Regions from separate parts of the Mus musculus genome. Here region 2 is linked to region 1. Evidence: chromatin contacts called from public promoter capture Hi-C data. All regions are on one chromosome and are shown on one strand. The core of a region is the stretch at or near the end of the contact, and the rest is flanking DNA. Distances in the headings are between cores, read along the strand shown. Region 1 holds the start of Ndufv1 (NADH:ubiquinone oxidoreductase core subunit V1). Region 2 holds the start of Ssh3 (slingshot protein phosphatase 3).

The links. Capture Hi-C pulls out chosen DNA fragments and counts their contacts.
Region 2: a contact with region 1 is called in a promoter capture Hi-C map of liver. The contact joins the promoter of Ssh3 here to the promoter of Ndufv1 in region 1. A contact is called at or near these places in 3 of 39 promoter capture datasets (the 3T3-L1 cell line and hippocampal neurons), 4 of 15 datasets of contacts at CTCF or cohesin (embryonic stem cells, large pre-B cells and stem cell-derived epiblast-like cells), 15 of 484 Hi-C or Micro-C datasets (the G1E-ER4 cell line, the NIH/3T3 cell line, embryonic fibroblasts and 7 more), 21 of 115 datasets of contacts at active chromatin or transcription factors (the SCID.adh cell line, bone marrow-derived dendritic cells, bone marrow-derived macrophages and 10 more) and 4 of 9 other capture datasets (adipose tissue, embryonic stem cells, liver and 1 more).

Annotation. Positions count from the first base shown.
Region 1 is chr19:4,009,057-4,014,029 of GRCm38.p6, reverse strand. It overlaps Ndufv1 (NADH:ubiquinone oxidoreductase core subunit V1), which reads left to right and starts at 1,275. Exons shown (of 10, transcript NM_133666.3): 1 at 1,275-1,479; 2 at 2,602-2,684; 3 at 2,758-2,928; 4 at 4,021-4,204; 5 at 4,497-4,686. The coding sequence starts at 1,408.
Region 2 is chr19:4,267,193-4,271,851 of GRCm38.p6, reverse strand. It overlaps Ssh3 (slingshot protein phosphatase 3), which reads left to right and starts at 2,619. Exons shown (of 14, transcript NM_198113.3): 1 at 2,619-2,837; 2 at 3,267-3,307; 3 at 3,874-4,105. The coding sequence starts at 2,772. It overlaps Ankrd13d (ankyrin repeat domain 13 family, member D), which reads left to right. Exons shown (of 15, transcript NM_026720.2): 11 at 253-410; 12 at 517-633; 13 at 723-886; 14 at 967-1,058; 15 at 1,303-1,672. The coding sequence ends at 1,516.

The DNA.
Region 1 (4,973 bases), core at 26-2,525:
GATTTTTCCAGCTGTAGATAGTTTCTGTGATGATGTGACATTTGGAATTCTGTGGAGTTTTTAGAGGGTATATAAATGCTAGGACACCAAGAGGTTATTAAGTAGTTGTGCACAAAGAAGAAACAAGAAGAAGAAGAGGAGAAGAAAGAAGAAAAGGAAATAATTAGATATCCTGACAGTAAAGATCAGGCTTGCCCCAAGGAACTGACGCCCATAATAAGCATGAAGTAGTCTAATGATGCTGCTGCCCTCCTTCTGACCCCTGATACCCTGGACTCAAATACTATGTAAACACAAAGAATGCTTTATTCTGCAGAAGTCCAGCATGCTGAGGTCTCCCATTACCAAGATAGACATCCAAGTGAGCTTGTAGGCTCAATTTAAAGCATATTAGGGGAATAGTAAGACTCTGTCTGACAAAGCAGAAGGAAGGAAGGAAAGAAAGAAGGAAGGAAGGAAGGAAGGAAGGAAGGAAGGAAGGAAGGAAGGAAGAAAACTCTTAAACTCTTATATCTGGGGCTGGTTTTTGAATCTAGCATTAGGAAGTCAAAGGCTCACAGCAAGTTGAAAGCCAGCCTACGCCATATAGTGATTTCCAGGCCTGCCAGAGCTAAATGAAACTTATCTTAAAAGAAAAACAAGCAAAACGTTTTTGTTCTAGAGCTGGGTTCTGAAGACAGGAGTCCGGCTGCAGTGTGTAACTAGAGCCCCAAGGGGTCCCTGATAAGGGGAGGGAGTAGCCTTTTAGCATCGGCGGGAGCCTGTGACACTCACTGACCATCCCTGGTCTCTGCATTGCTCTAAAAGGTTTACAGACACACAGCCCTGAGAAGTCCTATGCAAAGGTTCTGGGGCAGCTTTGTGGGAGGTGAGGGACCTCACCGGTTCTTTTGTTAATGAGTACTTCTCCAAGGCACACGGATGCTCAGGGGGAGCGCTTAGTTCAGCAGGGCTCGGCTAGTTCAGCGTAATTACACCAGATCAGGACGATTCCGCTGTAGTCCAACTAATTTTCTCACCAGCTTCCATTCGTGCATATATAGCTGGTGTCAACTAGACGCAAAGTCTGTAGGAAGTGGAATACTTGGGATCCAGCAGAGGGCGACACGTGAGCCTGGTTTACTAGGAAAAGGAAGAGTCTCCGAGAAAGGAGAGTCTGGGCAAGCTGGACTACATCTCCCAGAAGGCCTAGCACGAGAGTAAATTTCCGGTCTCTGTGCCCGCGCACCTTTAGTGGGCGAGGCCGAGGACAGAGCTCAAAGGAACGGAGGTCCCTGGACACGCCACTGGCTGCGGATGTGTGACGCACTTCCTGTGCGCTCCCCACCCCGTGTGTTTCTGTCGCGCCGGTCCCGCGGTTCGGAGTTGTGAAGGTGACAGCCGGAGGTGACCCGTCTGGCTCCCGCGATGCTAGCGGCACGGCATTTTCTCGGCGGGTTGGTTCCCGTGCGGGTATCTGTGCGTTTCAGCAGCGGCACGGTGAGCCCGCCCTGATTCAGGCCCACGCCTATGGCGGAGGAGTGGCGAGCGGCGAGCGGGATTGTGGTCCCCTCTGCAGAGTCCTCTCCTCTCCGAGCTACCACCCGGTCTGGATAAAAACTAACGGTCCCAACTCCAGGCTGACGATGTCCAGTCCAGCTACTCTTGTTTTAACAACCCCGTCTTGGGGTGAGGGTTTGCAGGTGTTGAGGCGTCTTAGATAATCTGTTATTTCTTCCTCGCAGCCCTACCGGGTATCAGGGTCTTCGCCCCATTTCAAAGTTCAGAAAACAGTTTTGAAAAAGATGTGTATCTCCTCAACCCCCCGACAGTATTTTGCTTCCAGTAGTGACCGGAAAACGCTTTTGTGAATTTTTTTTTTTTTATGAGATAGGGGCTCATTATATAGTTCTAGGCTGTATTCAAATTAGTGTTGGTCCTCTTGTCTCAGCCTCTCTGGGTGCTCCTGAGACCACAGGCATCCACCACTACACCTGAGGAGAAGTACTTTTAAGGAGGTAGGAGTGGATGTCAGGTCACTTTCTACCAAGTCGTGAACCATTCCAGTCCACACCTCTCCTTTATCTCAGACCCCAAATCCATTTTGTTCCCCAGCCCCAATGAGGCACTTCTCTTCCATCAGTGACCACGTACTACCTCTTCAGCAGAGTTAGGGAGATCAAGCCCCTCCTAGCCAGGTTTTGCTCTAGTGGAAGAGTCAGACAAATCTATGCTGGTCTTGGGGAAGCAATGCTGGTGCTGTCGCTGAAGTGTGACATGGCTCCGTGGGGACCATCTGCTTTTAGCTTTGTGGCCTTCCCTAAGTTCCTTTTGTTTAGAGCCCCCCCCCCCTCCTTTGGAAAATGGAGGAAATATCCTATCCCAGGAATGTTACAAGGATGAATTGGGATGAAACGTTGAGAGTGTTTAGCTCTGTAACTTCTAAACAGGAAGGACTGATATAAATGGTGGTCGGGAGCTACAATGTTTCAAAGACTTTGAAGCCTCTACCCCTGCTGTGGCCCAGCTCCTCATATGTAGGAAGGCCCAAGAAGCTGAAAATTCTGCCCCAATCCCTCATGGTCCCTGAGCTCTGGACCTCCTGACCTTCTATCTCCCCAGACAGCACCCAAGAAAACCTCATTTGGCTCACTGAAGGATGAAGACCGGATCTTTACCAACCTGTATGGGCGCCATGACTGGAGGTGAGACAGTGCCCATGGCCTGCTGGGTCCCAGAGCAGGACTTCTCCTTCACATCATTTCCTACTCTGTCCAGGCTGAAAGGTGCCCTGAGACGGGGTGACTGGTACAAGACAAAGGAGATCCTGCTGAAGGGGCCTGACTGGATCTTGGGTGAGATGAAGACATCAGGTTTACGGGGCCGTGGTGGTGCTGGCTTCCCCACTGGCCTCAAGTGGAGCTTCATGAATAAGCCCTCAGATGGCAGGTTTGTTGGGGAAATATCCTAAGCTCTGGTTGCAGGATACAGGAGGGGCTGCTGGATCACTGGGTTTTGGGGCTGATGCTGGGAAACTTAGCAGGCTGTAAGAGAGGATATATCTATCCTTAACTTAAGAGCTATCTCTTTCCTCAGCAGAGACTTAAGATGTTACAATCCATACAAGATTTTCATTTAGGCAGACCTTATTATTCAAATTCCACCTTTGCCTTTTAATACTTAGCAAGCTTTGGAGAATCTGGTCCTTTTGAATTCCTCTTTTTTTCTTCTTCTTCTTTTTCTTTTTTCTTTTGTATGTGTATGGGTGTGTGTCTGAGTATGATATGCAGAAGTTAAAAAGATAATGTTGGTTCAGTTTTTGACCTGCAACTTCAGTAGACACCTAGACACCTAGAATGCAAATTATAAAGTTAACCACTCGGTTGGCATAATGGCTCAGCAGGTAAGGGAGCCTGGCTTCAAGCCTGGTGACCAGAGGTCACTTCTAGAACCCACATGAAAGAGAGAGAGAGAGAGCTGACTCCCACAAGTTGATCCCTGAACTTCACATGTGTTATGGCACATGCTGCCACCACCAGTAAATAAATGTAATAAACAGAAATATTGTTTTCAAGATAGGACTTCTCTGTGTAGCTCTGGCTGTCCTGGAACTCACTCTGTAGACCAGGATGGCCTTGAACTCAGAGATCCACCCATCTCTGCCTCCTGGGTGCTGGGGTGAAAGGTGTGTACCACCACTACCTGCTCATTTTTTAAAAAGTCAACCACTCTACCTCCTGTTAGCCTCAAGGCTGTGGTAGAGGTTGCAGACCTCTTACGACCAAGAACTGAATTGACTCTCAAGGGAAGCCCAGGGAGAGATGTTGGATTTGTTCTCTCAGGAGAACATGGCTTATCTTGTGGACATACGTGGTCACGGATGAAATAGGCAGAGTCCTGTCATCGGTGTGACACAAAGAGAGCCTTGGGTAGGGCACAGAAGATCAACTGCCTTGAGGCTTCTCTGAGTGTAGACGGAATGAAGTTTGAGAACTGGGTCCTGGTGGGTCTGTAGCCTGACTGATGTGCAGGACCCCACAGGCCCAAGTATCTGGTGGTGAATGCTGACGAGGGAGAGCCAGGCACCTGTAAGGACCGAGAGATCATGCGTCATGACCCTCACAAGCTGGTGGAAGGCTGCCTTGTGGGAGGCCGGGCCATGGGAGCCCGGGCCGCCTATATCTACATCCGAGGGGAATTCTACAACGAGGCCTCCAATTTGCAGGTGAGAACATGAGCGCTGGCTGATGGTGCAGGCACACCTCACCTCACATGCTGTCGTCTTTCCTGGCACAACCATTCTTAGATGGTAGTACCAGTTTGGGGCCAGCAATTGGGTTGGTGGGAGGTGGGGGTGGCATTCCTGCATCCATCAACAACATGACCTGGGCCCAGAGTTCTTCCTTTTTGTGCTCCAAAGTTCAACTTAGGAAGTCTTCAAGGGTTCCATGGGCCCTGGATTGGAGGCTGACTCTTGGGGTACAGTAGGGCTGGGGAACTTAGACCTTGTCCCACAGGTAGCTATCCGAGAGGCCTATGAAGCAGGTCTGATTGGCAAGAATGCTTGTGGCTCCGACTATGATTTTGATGTGTTTGTGGTGCGTGGGGCTGGGGCCTACATCTGTGGAGAAGAGACGGCACTTATTGAATCCATTGAAGGCAAGCAGGGAAAGCCACGCCTGAAGCCGCCCTTTCCAGCAGATGTGGGTAAGACTCTGCCCAGCCCTGCCTCTTCCCTAAGGCTCAGCTCTGTGGGATCCTGGATCTGACCAGGTGCCTTCTGGGTGGTTCTTGCAGTATTTTTCTGTGCCCTTTGGAGAGGAGGACAGGTTGATGAGGAAGGTGTTAATAGTATAGCCTCTGCCAGTGCCACCCACAGCCTTCAGTTAACATCAGATACCCATGTCCCCTCTGGGCTGTGTACTTTCTTCCTGTCCCAGGAGCTAGAGGTGTGATGGTGAATAGGAGATGCTGCCCTGGAGTTGGGTACAGTG
Region 2 (4,659 bases), core at 1,370-3,869, 260 kb before region 1:
GCCTTCCTTGTGCAGCTCAAAAGAGTGGCATGAAGCCATCATCAGCACCAGGACAGGACAGGGGCTGCCCAGGCTTTCCAGCCAGTGAGTCCCTGAGGGTAACAGTTAATAGGAGCAGACCAGGGAGAAGGGTATCACAGGCAGGCGACTAGAAAGGGTGAAGCACCGGGGTGTGTGTGGGTGTGTGTGTGTGTGTGTGTGTGTGTGTGTGTGTGTGTGTCCCTGACCCACTTGCTATGGTCGGCTGGATAGGTTCAAGGCAACACTGTGGCTAAGTGAGGAGCACCCACTGTCCTTGGGTGACCAGGTGACACCCATCATTGACCTGATGGCCATCAGCAACGCTCATTTTGCCAAGCTACGGGATTTCATCACTCTGCGTCTCCCACCAGGCTTCCCTGTCAAGATTGGTGAGAGGGCAGGCAAGGGGGTAACCAGGACTTGGGCATGATGCCCTCCTCAGGTTTGGGGTTACTGAGGGGTGCAGGCAGCTCAAGCCTGGCTCTCTCCCCTCAGAGATTCCCCTCTTCCATGTGCTCAATGCCCGCATCACCTTCAGTAACCTTTGCGGCTGTGATGAGCCTGTGAGCTCGGTGTGCGTCCCCAACTCCAGTTCTGCCATTTCTGCTTCAGGTATGACTATAGCTACAGGAGACATTCACAGCTGGTAGCTCTCTGATCAGCCTTAGGGCTGAACATGACCCTTCCGCTGCCCTGCCCAGGAAGCCCTTTTCCATGTGAGGTGGACCCCACTGTATTCGAGGTGCCCGAGGGATACAGTGTGCTGGGTGCTGAGCGCAGCGAGCCCCTTCGGGATGAGGATGACGACCTGCTGCAGTTTGCCATCCAGCAGAGCCTGCTTGAGGCAGGCACAGAGGCAGAGCAGGTGGGATGCAAGTGGAAGGTGGGTCATGGCCTCTACAGCCACAGGCCCAAGGTGACAGTTCTGGGCTCTGGCTGCTGCAGGTGACGGTGTGGGAAGCCCTGACCAACACACGGCCTGGCATTCACCCTCCTCCCCGAGTCACAGTGTTTGAAGAGCAGCTTCAGTTGGAGCAGTGAGTCCCTCAGGAACTGTGTGTGGGTCCCTGGCTGCTGGTGATGGGTGGGAAGCCAGGGAGTTCTGATCCAAGGGCTCCATGCCTTCACATGGCAAAATGCTGCTTACCGTGGGGAGCATGAAGAGCCAAAAGAGGGCCTGCTTGTCTCTGTCCCTGACACCTTGTTCTCAAAATTGCATGGGCTTGGCTCCTCCCCAAGCCTTCTCACTGGTCTGCTCTCCCCTCAACCCTTACCCTGAAGGGCCCTGCAGGAAAGCCTACAGCTGTCCACAGAGTCCAGGGGTCCAGAATCTCCTCAGAAGACACCTCCATCCCCTGCACCCCCAAGCTTTGAGGAGCAGCTTCGCCTGGCCCTGGAGTTGTCTTCAAGGGAACAGGAGGAGTTGGAGCGACGGGGTCAGCAGGAAGAAGACGACTTACAGCGGATCCTGCAGCTGTCACTCACAGAGCACTGAGTTGCCTGGCCTTGGGACGGCTCCCCAGGGCCATGCCTTCTGCCTGGTTTTGTAATTTATTTATTTATAAACTGTCTGCTGCTGAGCTTGGGACCTGGGCACTGAAGATAGGCTAGCAGTGAGACTGAGGTGGAAATAAAGAGACCATCAGCAGTAGGCTTGCTGTCCTGCGTGGTCTGGAACCAAGGGGACACTGGATGGGGTTACTGATGGGTAGTCCTCGCTGGAGCTGGCACTGAGCAGCTTTGGAGCCTCCATTTCTACAGCTAGAAAATAAGACCACTTCTCACGGGGCAGGAGTTCCTGGAGATTCTGAAATTTCCCTGGATGCTACCCCAACCCCAGGTTCTGCCTGCCACCCAGCCTGATGGTCCATACTCCCGCTGGGCTGGGTCTTCCTATTCTACCTACTGGGGGAAGCTCCCACCTCATCCCCAAAACTCAGGCACAGGTTCCCCCTGTTTCAAGTATTTTCTACCAGAATGAACCTTTAAGCAAGTCACTCTCTGGGGAAGGGGCTCAGCCCTGTCCTAGTCACCCCTAGGGTGGACCTGAAATGCGTACAGGTATTGGGGACTATTGCAAAAATTCCAAAAAGGCCTTCTGTTCTCCCAGATCTTCTCAAGAGTAGAGGAATGACAGCCAAGCAGAAAAGAGAGCAAGTTTGGAATGGGGTGGTAGATTTAAGACCCATTGCCTCCCAGGTATGGTGGCGCATGCCTCTAATTCTAGTGCTTGGGAGGCAGAGGCAGGTGGATCTCTGGGTTTTAGGCGACTTGCTCTATATAATGAGTTTCAGGTCTGTCAGCTACATAGTGAGACCCTGTCTCAAAAACAAAACTGTTGCCCTTGCTCCTTCCTTTCCAAGAAACCATAGCATAAACCAAACAGTGGGGGTCCAAGTCTTACTGGGTGCAGCAAGAAGGGTTGAAAGCCTTCTGTGGGCAAAGCGACCAAAGCAGGGAAAGTGAGGTCTGGGCTCACCTGCGCCACGCCCTTGACCACGCCTCTAGCGCGGTCGGGGCGGGGCAAGCTGAACCGAGACCGCAGGGGCGGGGCCGCTGTCGCTCGGTACCAGCTCTACGCGACCAGACTGGTCATGAGTCGGGCCCTTTAAGGGCCGCTCCCGAGGAGGTGCCAGGCCCTGGTGGCTCCAATCTCTTCTTCCTGGTTGTGCGAAGGCAGGGACTGACCGTAAGGCTGAGGGAGGGGTCGTGCCGGGTGTTCGCCCAGGTGTTCCGGGCCTGCCTACCTTATGGCGCTGGTCACAGTGAGTCGCTCGCCGCCGGCAAGTGGCCACTCCACGCCTGTGGGACCCACGGTGAGTTTAGCTTGGTTTTACGCTCTTACAGTTGGCTGCCAAGGTAGGCCTTAGGGAGCAAGTCCTGCCCCTAGCAGACGGCTGGGAGTAGGCGGAGGGGGACCTTGAGTCTCACGTTTTAAGGCACTTGGGAGGCCCTGAGGCTCCCAGGAGCTCGACGTAGGTAGATGCGGAATCCTGAGAACCGCCCGGGTCTGTTGAAGCCCAGATCTGCCCAAATACCTCCCACACTCTGCAACCCCCTATCCTTGCAGCACTGCTGTACCTGGACTTAGGCCGGGTTTCTCTGGGGCCTGTTGGAGGGGAGCGGCTTCAGAGGAAAGAGATTTCTTTTCCACCTAGCGCTCCCTTGTAGGAAGAGGAGAGGCTTTTGGGTGCTTCCTGTCCTGGAAGCTGCTCTCTTACTCTATTCCCGGGCTGCTTTCTCAGCAGGACCGAGTGGTAAGACGCAGAGGCCGGCTCCAGCGCAGGTGAGTTCTGTCTGACAAATGCTTCCTTATAGCCTGTGGCCTAGCTGCTGCCATTGTGGACTCCTGATGTCTTGCTTGGACCAAGGACTCACTTAAGTATTGTCAGATAAACTCATGCTTAGGTGGGAGGCAGATGCTGTGGGTGGAGCTGGCAAACATCACATCTCTGGCTTGTGGAAGAACCAGCATGGTTAACTTAGCCCTGGCCAGTAGATGCTTTCACACATTACCTGGACCTTGGCTCGCCCAGTAATCCCAGGACCAAGGGCAGGATGGGACCTGAAGGAGTATAAGTGCTTAAACAAGTTTATAGCATCTGAGTCCACCCCGAAAAGGAACACATTCCAAAGGTGCAAAACAAGGTGAGGAGGAGCCTGAGAGCCCAAGGCTGGCTCTAGGTGCCTACCGCTATCAGGGTCCTGGTTACAAAAGTGCAAACTGTGCCTCACTCCGGCCCATCTGACTCTGGAGAGCGGGCCAGCAGCCCACTTCCGCCAGCCAGGGGACTCAGCCTCCCTAAAGTTTGAAAACCTATGACCTGAACCATGTCCCCATCGCTCTGCCAGGCAGAGTTTTGCGGTGCTCCGAGGGGCTGTCCTGGGACTTCAGGATGGAGGGGACAGTAATGTTGCATCTGAGGCTGACTCTGAGCCAATGGAGGAACCCTCAGGTGAGGAACAGCCCACCGAGGACCAGACTGACAAAGGGCAAGGACTCCAGAGTCCCTGGAAACAAGTGCAAAAGCGGCACCTGCACCTCATGGTGGAGCTGCTGAGGCCGCAGGATGATATCCGCCTGGTAAGGAACCACCCGGAGCTCATGTCTATCTAAGATCAGTGCTATGAGATCTGGGGCCACAACAACTCTGCCACTTCATCTAGAGACAGCAAGGCAAGGGCATATCTGTCTCTGGAGGGCTGGGAATGGACAAGGGAGGTTTGTCCCCTGTGAGCCAAGAGCTGGGGTTATATGAGGGAGGTCTCTGTTAATCCACAGGAGGCCTCTGTTGATACTAGTGAGTTGCCCAGAGATGGACTCATACTCCCAGGGTTGTGTAGTACGCCTTGGCAGCTAAGTGCCAGTCAGGCGACCAGAGCACCCAAGAAGTCTGGGATCCCCTGGAACCTAAGGGCCAGCTCCAGAAAGTGTGTGGAGGCAGACACTTCTTGTTGGCAGCAAAGAATGAAGAAGATTCGAGCTTTGGAAAAGCTGTTTAGAACAGAAGCCCTAGGGTTTTGTTGTTTGTCTTTTTTCTTACATGTTTTGGTGTTTTGCATGCATGTATGTCTGTGTGAAGGTATCAGAAGCTTTGGAACTGGAATTACAGACTGGTGTGAGCTGTCATGTGGGTG